Regions from separate parts of the Mus musculus genome. Here region 1 is linked to region 2. The links are chromatin contacts, called in public HiChIP or PLAC-seq maps. All regions are on one chromosome and are shown on one strand. The core of a region is the stretch at or near the end of the contact, and the rest is flanking DNA. Distances in the headings are between cores, read along the strand shown. Region 1 overlaps Chp1 (calcineurin-like EF hand protein 1). Region 2 has its middle 12 kb from the start of Vps18.

Region 1 (3,739 bases), core at 875-3,374, 250 kb before region 2:
GCCAAGTTACTTTGTCGTGGCTTTTATCCTAACCTTAATGAACAAGACAAGCTGGGTAAAGTGCACAACTGCAGGCAATAGCAGCTCTGGGGATACACTGCAGAGTGGAGCCTGCACTTCTTATGTTTCATACCCTGACATTTTCCCAACATAATAACTTCAAGGTCTAACCTATCCTCTTAAGAATTAACAGACACCATCAGGTGATTGGTGGCACATGCCACCTTTAATCCCAGAACTCAGGAGGCAGCAACAGGTAGATCTCTGAGTTCAAAGTCAGCCTGGTCTAAAGAGCAAGTTCCAGGACAGCTAGAGATGTACAGAGAAACCCTATCTTGAAAAACAAAAACAAAACAAACAAACAAAAAATAATTCAAAGAGATCAAAAACTGTGTTTTCTAAAACAAGCAGAGGACAGCCCTCAGCCAAGTGCTTCAGAGCACGCTCAAGCAATGGCTTCCAACAGCATCCCAACAACAGAACAGTCGAACCAAACCACAAACAAAATGGATCTTCTCAAAAGAGGGTAAACTGAATATTACTGACGGCAGCACTGTGGCGATCACATTACATGTTTCCCTCTTCCTACATAACACACGAAAGTAAGTAAGAGTAAATTTTCTACAACTTCCAAATAGTTGATATTGTGAGTTCAACACCAGCTTGGCTAGTGAGTTCCAGGTCAGCCAGGGTTACATAGTAAGACCCTGCCCCCAACCCCATCCCCACCAAAAAAAGAAGCAGAACAGGAGGTGGCGCTCATTGGTGCAATCCTTTCAAAGCATACATAAAAGCAAGATTCTAGGTTCAATCACTTGCACAAAATAAATAGATTAATGAACAAAAAAGATAAATAAAGCAAACATGGCAAAACTGTAACAATGCATGTATTAGATAGGAATGAACACGAGTGCTCATTTACTATCAACTTTCCTGTATATTTGAAAGTTGAATTCTTTTGGGTTTTTTGTTTGTTTGTTTTGCTTGGTGATTGTCACTCCTCTTTGTTTAGTTATTGTTGTTTGAGATTGTATATTTTTAATATTTATTTTTACTTTAAGAGTTTTGCCAGAATGTGTGTATGTATGTATATAGCACATGTGTGCTTAGTGCCAACAAAGACCAAAAGAGAAAGTTACAGATAACAGTGCGCTGACATGTGGGTACAGAGTACTAAGCTTGGATCCTCTCTAACAGTGGCAAGCATTCTTAACTGAGCCATCTCTCCAGCCCCTTTTATTTAAAAAAATAACAGTTATGTGTGTATATGTAGACACATGTGCACATGTATTTGTGCCACAGCCCACAAAAGGTCAAAGGACAACTTACCAGAGTCAATTCTCATTCCTCTATGTGGGTCCTGGGACTCAAACTCTGGGCGTCAGGTTTGATGGCAAGCACCTTTACACAGGGAGCCATCTGGTCAGCAAATGACAGTATATTGCTATACAGTCTAGTCTGGCCTTGAACTCAGAACCCTCTGGTCTTAGCCTCCCTAGTGCTGGAGTTAAAGGCATAAAATAAGCTACTATATCTGGAACTGGTATGAAAATAGGTTAGATCACAGTAAGTTTAGCTTTTGCTATATAAGACCTAAGGTATCCTCCCTGCTTGTGTGCTTCCATCATAGTGTTTATTGCGTGTAATACATACATTGCTATTTTGTAATGTTTTTCTGCTTAAACTCGGAAGACTTGGCTTATATCTCTGAAGCTGCTTCTAGGGTCAGTGACTTTCTGTGTAACTTCAAGAAGTCTGTGTTCTGAACCCCTTCCTCATTTGTAAGTTCCAGAGCTCCATTCTCTATCTTGACACACAGGGCTCATCCCTTTCTAGTAAGAAATTGGAACTTTGGGGAGAAAACTAGATATAGAACTTTACAAATTCTCTGAAGTCTGGCAAAGATATTATCTCTCCATTTCCAACTCAATAGGACACAAGACAAAAGACAGCAGGGTCCTCTGTACTCCAGACTCCCTCAACACTGTGGCGTGACATAGGCCAGCCAGAAAGGTGACGGAGGAGGCAATAGCACTCTGCTCAATTTCAAGAAACTATTCTCAAGCAATTGCCTTCCTCAGGCACACCCTTCATATCATCACTACACCCTTCCAAACAAACAAACACTCACTGGTCTGTACAACTCTTCTAAACCTGTTCAACACCCTGCCCATACCCACATGACACACACCATAGACCAGAAACCAAAAATAAACCAATCTTCATTCCCCACTATTTAGTTGGCATGAACCTTTGCTCAAAGTTAAGGGTTTTGGCAATCCACAGCAAGGCTATTCCTATGGTTAATTGTACTAAGGGTCACGACATAAATTCCTAAGATACTATGACCGCCCTCCAATTACATCTTTTATTCAAATGTGCTGACTTATAAAAATGTAGAATTGTGAAAGAGGGTGATAGAACAAAGGTTAAATATAGTAGGTATTTTATAACAGTGTTTCATATCTTTTCTTTTCTTTCCCTCCCTCTCTCCTTCTCTCCCTTCCCTCCTTCTCTCCCTCCCTCCCTCTCTCCTTTCCTTCCTTTCTTTCAAGCCAGGGTCTCCTATGTAGCCCTAGTTGGCCTGGAACTCAGAGATCCTGCCTCTGCCTATAGAGCTGGCTTTATTTCTGTTTGCACTGTAACTGTATGTAGTGGGAGTTACATTGTAACTGTATGTAGGGGGGGGAGTTACATTGTAACTGTAGCAGGAGTTTGTGCACTCAGTGAGGGTGCCCTGGAGACCACAGCATTAGATCCTCTAGAGCTTACTTTACAGGTGGTCCTTTTTTACCAGCCCAATATGGGTGCCTGGAATCAAACTGGGTCCTCTTAACTGGTGAGCCATCTTTCTGGCCCCCAAAGTGTTTCTTTGGTTGGTTTTTTTTGTTTTTTCGAGACAGGGTTTCTCTGTGTAGCCCTGGCTTTCCTGGAACTCACTTTGTAGACCAGGCTGGCCTCGAACTCAGAAATCTGCCTGCCTCTGCCTCCCGAGTGCTAGGATTAAAGGCGTGCGCCACCACTAGCTCCCCAAAGTGTTTCTTAAATGATGAGAAACCTCAGCAAGGCAAGGTGATATATACCCGCTAGCCCAACATTCAGAAAATTGAAGCAAGGGATTGCTTTGAGTGAGGCAGCCTCAAAAATAAATAAAACAACATCAGGCTATATCTTCTTTTAGCTTTACTTCCTTAGGATTGACAAAATAATATTAGTGTTTGATTCCTAAGGTACACTGAAAAGAAGCACTGTATAAAATGCCTCCACCTCTAGTTATATAGCCATAGACAGGATCTAAACAGTTTTTATTTCTAGCATATGCAAAGATGATTCTATCTATGGTTCAAAATAATCCTAGTTTGGCCTCTGAGTAGAGGTGCTTGCTTCACAAGCTTGACAACCTGAGTTCAATCCCAGGATCAAAGGTAGACCAGAGTCAACTCCATCAAGTCTCCCTTTAACATCCACTCACGTGAAGACATGAAGGGGCAGGCTCACCCCACACACGTTATTTAAAGACCCTGGAGAGAGCCAAGCATAGTAGCACAGACCTTTAATTCCAGCACTCCAGAGGCAGAGGCAGGCAGATCTCTTTAAGTTCAAGGTCAGCCTGGTCTACATAACAAGCTCCAGGACAGCCAGGATGACACAGAATTTGAGATTTTGTCTCAAGAAGCCAAAAATAAAATAAAACCCCTGAAGCCGGGCGTGGTGGCGCATGCCTTTACTCCCAGCACTC
Region 2 (3,965 bases), core at 1,373-3,872:
CCCTGTTGCCCTAGGGAGCATTCCTATGCCACCTCGGGGCTGCACTCTGCATGCCCGAGAGATTCCTCATTCTGGTCTTGGACTTCTCTTTCCTAGAGTCACTATTTTACGAGAAACCTGAAAGGCCTTCCCAAGCAAGCCTCTTTCAAGATAAGAGGTTTGTGAAGCAAGAGTTACTATGGGGAGGCCTGGAGAGATGGCTCAGCAGTTAAGAGCACTGGCTGCTCTTCCAGAGGTCCTGAGTTCAATTCCCAGCAACTACATGATGGCTCACAACCATCTGTAATGGGATCCGATGTCCTCTTCTGGTGTCTGAAGACAGTGACAGTGTACTCACATACATGAAAAAATAAATAAATCTTAAAAAAAAAAGTTGCTATGGGCCTCGAGAAAAGGGGCACCTGGACTGCTCAGGTACCAACCAGGCTCTGCTGCACTCAGTGAAGCTTTCTATTGGCTGTTGAAGGTCAGTTATAGTCTCCTCTTGCAGGAGAAAAGAACTGTATTCAGGGTGTGGTTAGGCTGATAAACCCAGGGGAAAGGTTTCTACCTATTCTTTCTGGATCACCTCCCTAGCCCTCAGCTCAAGCCTCCTTGGCTGCTGATGGAAGCCGAGTATGAGGGTCAGTGGATAAAAGTGCTGGGTACCAAATCTGACAACCTGGGTTTGATCCCCGGGAACACATGGTGGAAGAAGAGAACAGAAACCCTTTGAGGGTGAGTTTCCACATCACTAGCTAAGGTTCCAGGGCTCTGGCCGCTTCTGAGAGGCAGGAGCAGGATGAGTTCTGAGTTGGGGATATGATGAGAGATGTGGGGTAGACCTTAGAGTTTTAACTCCTATGGAGAAGTGAGGGGGAAAACAGCCTACAATGTGAAATTAGCCCATGGTAGGGAGTTAGGAGCAAGAGGGAGATGCAGAGACAATGTGGCACCTGCTATGTGTCTGGGAAGCACATTTGGCCACAGCAGCCTGGGAACCAGGAACAGTACCCACTGTCCTGAGAGCCAAATCAGGACCTTTTCCCTTTTCCTGCCTTGGCTTGGTCTCAGTGGGCATCAGTTGCTGGCCACCAACCTGGGGTCGTTTAACATTCTGTGATTTCTGGGAATGGGTACTGGCTGCTTGCCTCAAGGATCACTTCAAGGCAAGAACTGAGCAAAGGCTACGCTATTCAGGGAGAGGAAGCCACCAGCCATGAGGCATCTCTTCCATCAAAGGCTGCCCCCTCCATCAGTCAGTTTTCCCATTTGAAATCTGGGCAGGAAAATGTTGACCCTTTCCTGGCGGCTCACACCTCCTCCTCTCCACGCGCAGGTGTAGGAGGAAGCAGAGGGCAGGAGATGCCCACCATGCTCCAGAGCTACTCACTGGCATCCTCCTATCCCACAGCCCCTCTAGGGCCTGCTTCCGAAGGCTGTTTATCCTCAACCTGCTGTGGGGACAGTCTTGCTCCCAATGAGAAAAGCTGCCAGCAGGGTCTTTTGTGGTTCTGCTCCCGTGTGGTACTGCCTAGGGGCCCCACCATGGGGGCAACAGATGGACCTATGGTCTCTACAGAACAATGGTGGGGGAGGGGCCTTGGCATCGCCTGCCCCAAACAGGAAGCTTTGACTGAGCTTCAAAGGACTGGCAGGGCCAAGGGGCTGAGTTGGTGGAGCCCTGTGCCAGGATTGGAGGCTGTACAATTGCTTGCTGCCCTCCAGCCTTGAGGTAACCAGCCCAGCAGCATGGGTAAGATACAGTGGCCAAGGCAGCCAGGGTTTGGGCAAAGGGTGGCTTGCACTGGCAGGACACCAGTCTCTGGCCTGACAACAGGTTGGAGGGCAGGGGCTTGGAGGCTGGGCTTTGCCCTAGTTCAGGTGCCCCTTGCCAATCGAGATTTCAGGTTCTATACACAGCCACAGTGTTCCCCCCTCCAACAAACAACCATGAGGGGAGGGCTGGCACCGGGCCTGCTGCCCACTCCCTCCCTGCCTCCTGCTCCCAGCTGCTCTGCTCAGAGCCTTTTCCTCTCCACTTCCTGTTCACACAGGGGGGGGCGGGAAGTGGAGGGAGGAAGCTAGGGGGTGGTGTGGAGAGGGGGGCCATTGAATAAAAGGAATTAACCGTTTCCCTCCTCTGACCTCTGGGAATTTCCGCCTGTGAAAGTGTCTCGAAGAATCAGTAGTGCTGGAGGAGAGGAGAGGTGTGCCCCCTCTTGCCCCCTCCCCCCACCCAGTGGTGGTGGGGCCAGATAAGTCCCTCTGGGCCCCTAATCTTTTGTTTCCCTGGCGCCAGAGGATGGGGGAGCAGCGCCAAGGGCAGCCAGGAGCTTGGTGGCTTCTGAGCCCCCTCCCAACCAACAGAGTTGGTGCCAGGCTCTGGCCTGAGACCTGAGCCTTAGAGAGGAGGGGCAGGAACCAGAGAATTGGTATCCACGGAGAAATAAGCTCACACCCAGGCTGAGCCCTGCTCCTTTAGTGTCTGGGCTGGTGCCCTTGGCCAGTACACTTTGGGGACAGTAGGGAGGGCAGCTCGGGTGGGAGGGTGGGGGTGGCTTTAGGGCTCTGGCTGGGCACACCCTCCGTTGGCCACACCCCTTAGAAGCGCTGCTTGAGAGCAGTTCTGTGTGGACGCCAGTCCACAGCGCCCCCTAGTGCCTAAGGACAACTGACAACTGGTGAGGCGGCCCCTAGGGCCCTGTCAAGGGCGGGCCTCAGGAAGCACCTGCTCCCCAGGACCAGCGGCCGCCCTCGATCTCCCCCAGGTGGCTTCCTTGTTTACAGGCCTCCTGCCCTGGTCTCAGCGTCACTGCCTGTGGCCACTCCTCCTATTTCCAGTGACCTCCTATTTCCAGGCTCCAGAGGCAGCTCATTCATCTTGGCCCCTGCCTACACAACTGTTCCCTCCCCCTCCTTCTTTGGCCCCTCCCCAGGCTTAGGGCCAGAGCCCCAAGGGCCTTCTCTCTGCTCTCTATTCCAAGTTTTGCTTGGTTTCCAGGGATCTAAGAGCTGTGGCTTCCCGTTGCCCTGACTCACCGGAACCCCATTCTATCAGTGCCAGGGAAGGCTGGGGCCTTTTCCCAGGAAAGAGGAAGCAGCCTAAGACCAGATGGGCTGTTTAGTATAAGACAGAAGGGGCAGGGGCGTCCCAGGCCGCTTGAGCAAAACCCTCCGGGAGAAGGGAGCAATAGGGCAGTGTTTGTTTAACTAACATGTATTAGGCCCCATTATGTACGAAGACAGCAGTTCCAAGCTGTTTTATCTAAACCACAAGCAAGCAATCAGTTTGGTGGGAGACCAAGGCTTTCTACTTAAAACCACGTTGACCACGGTGCTCCTATTATCTATAAGTGTGAAGGGGTCTGGAGCCACATGGAGAAGAAATTTCTCCCAAATCTTCCTTGAGAGAATAGGATTAGGATACCTACTAGACAGAGGGTGCCTCCCCGCACCTGCTATCCTTGCATCTAGAAGACAGGATCTTTGTGAGTCATTGTGTAGGTAGCTTAGCCCTCTGGGCTGGCAGAGACCATGGGAGACCTTACTGCTCTAGGGGGCCAGATACAGTTAGAACCAGAGACAATTCTGACACAGGATTACATTGGAGGAGAAAAGGGTCATTTTATAAGCTAGGTCAGCTGGCCGCCTGCTTAGGGACAGGAACACTCACTCACGTTCTTACATCCTGGGCCAGCTGATTAATTCATATCAATCCAGTCAGACAATGCACTGTGAACACCTGTCCAGAGGGCAAAGGCTGTCCCTGAAAGACCTGACTCCAGGATGTCCCAGGATGTAGCTTCTGGTCCCAACTAAAACTAAGAAAGTGTTGTCTCGGGGTGAGGACAGGCAAAGTCACAGGAGCAAGGTAAGGAGAAAACAGGTCAAGTGCCACAGAGCTCCACAGTGCCTACAGCAAAGCCAGGCCCAGCCTGGCAGGGGATCCAGTCTTTCGGAAGGGCAAGCAAAATCCAGAATGT

The links. HiChIP or PLAC-seq counts read pairs in DNA pulled down with a chosen protein or histone mark.
Region 1: a contact with region 2 is called in a FOXA1 HiChIP or PLAC-seq map of pancreatic cancer cells. The contact joins two enhancer-like sites. A contact is called at or near these places in 6 of 39 promoter capture datasets (embryonic stem cells, epiblast stem cells, hippocampal neurons and 3 more), 1 of 15 datasets of contacts at CTCF or cohesin (embryonic stem cells), 5 of 484 Hi-C or Micro-C datasets (B cells, effector CD8 T cells, embryonic stem cells and 1 more), 7 of 115 datasets of contacts at active chromatin or transcription factors (effector CD8 T cells, embryonic stem cells, extraembryonic endoderm stem cells and 1 more) and 3 of 9 other capture datasets (adipose tissue, embryonic stem cells and liver).

The regions. Positions count from the first base shown.
Region 1 is chr2:119,551,021-119,554,759 of GRCm38.p6, reverse strand. The region is part of intron 1 of Chp1 (calcineurin-like EF hand protein 1); the gene reads right to left. Among named protein-coding and RNA genes, the nearest start is that of Chp1, 5.2 kb to the right of the region's middle. Within about 2 kb of position 2,124, at least 18 of the 459 cell types and tissues checked have an H3K27ac peak or open chromatin away from gene starts, as enhancers often do. A contact at or near this core is called in pancreatic cancer cells, where this site is marked.
Region 2 is chr2:119,299,003-119,302,967 of GRCm38.p6, reverse strand. No RefSeq gene overlaps it. Among named protein-coding and RNA genes, the nearest start is that of Vps18, 12 kb to the right of the region's middle. Within about 2 kb of position 2,622, at least 144 of the 459 cell types and tissues checked have an H3K27ac peak or open chromatin away from gene starts, as enhancers often do. A contact at or near this core is called in pancreatic cancer cells, where this site is marked.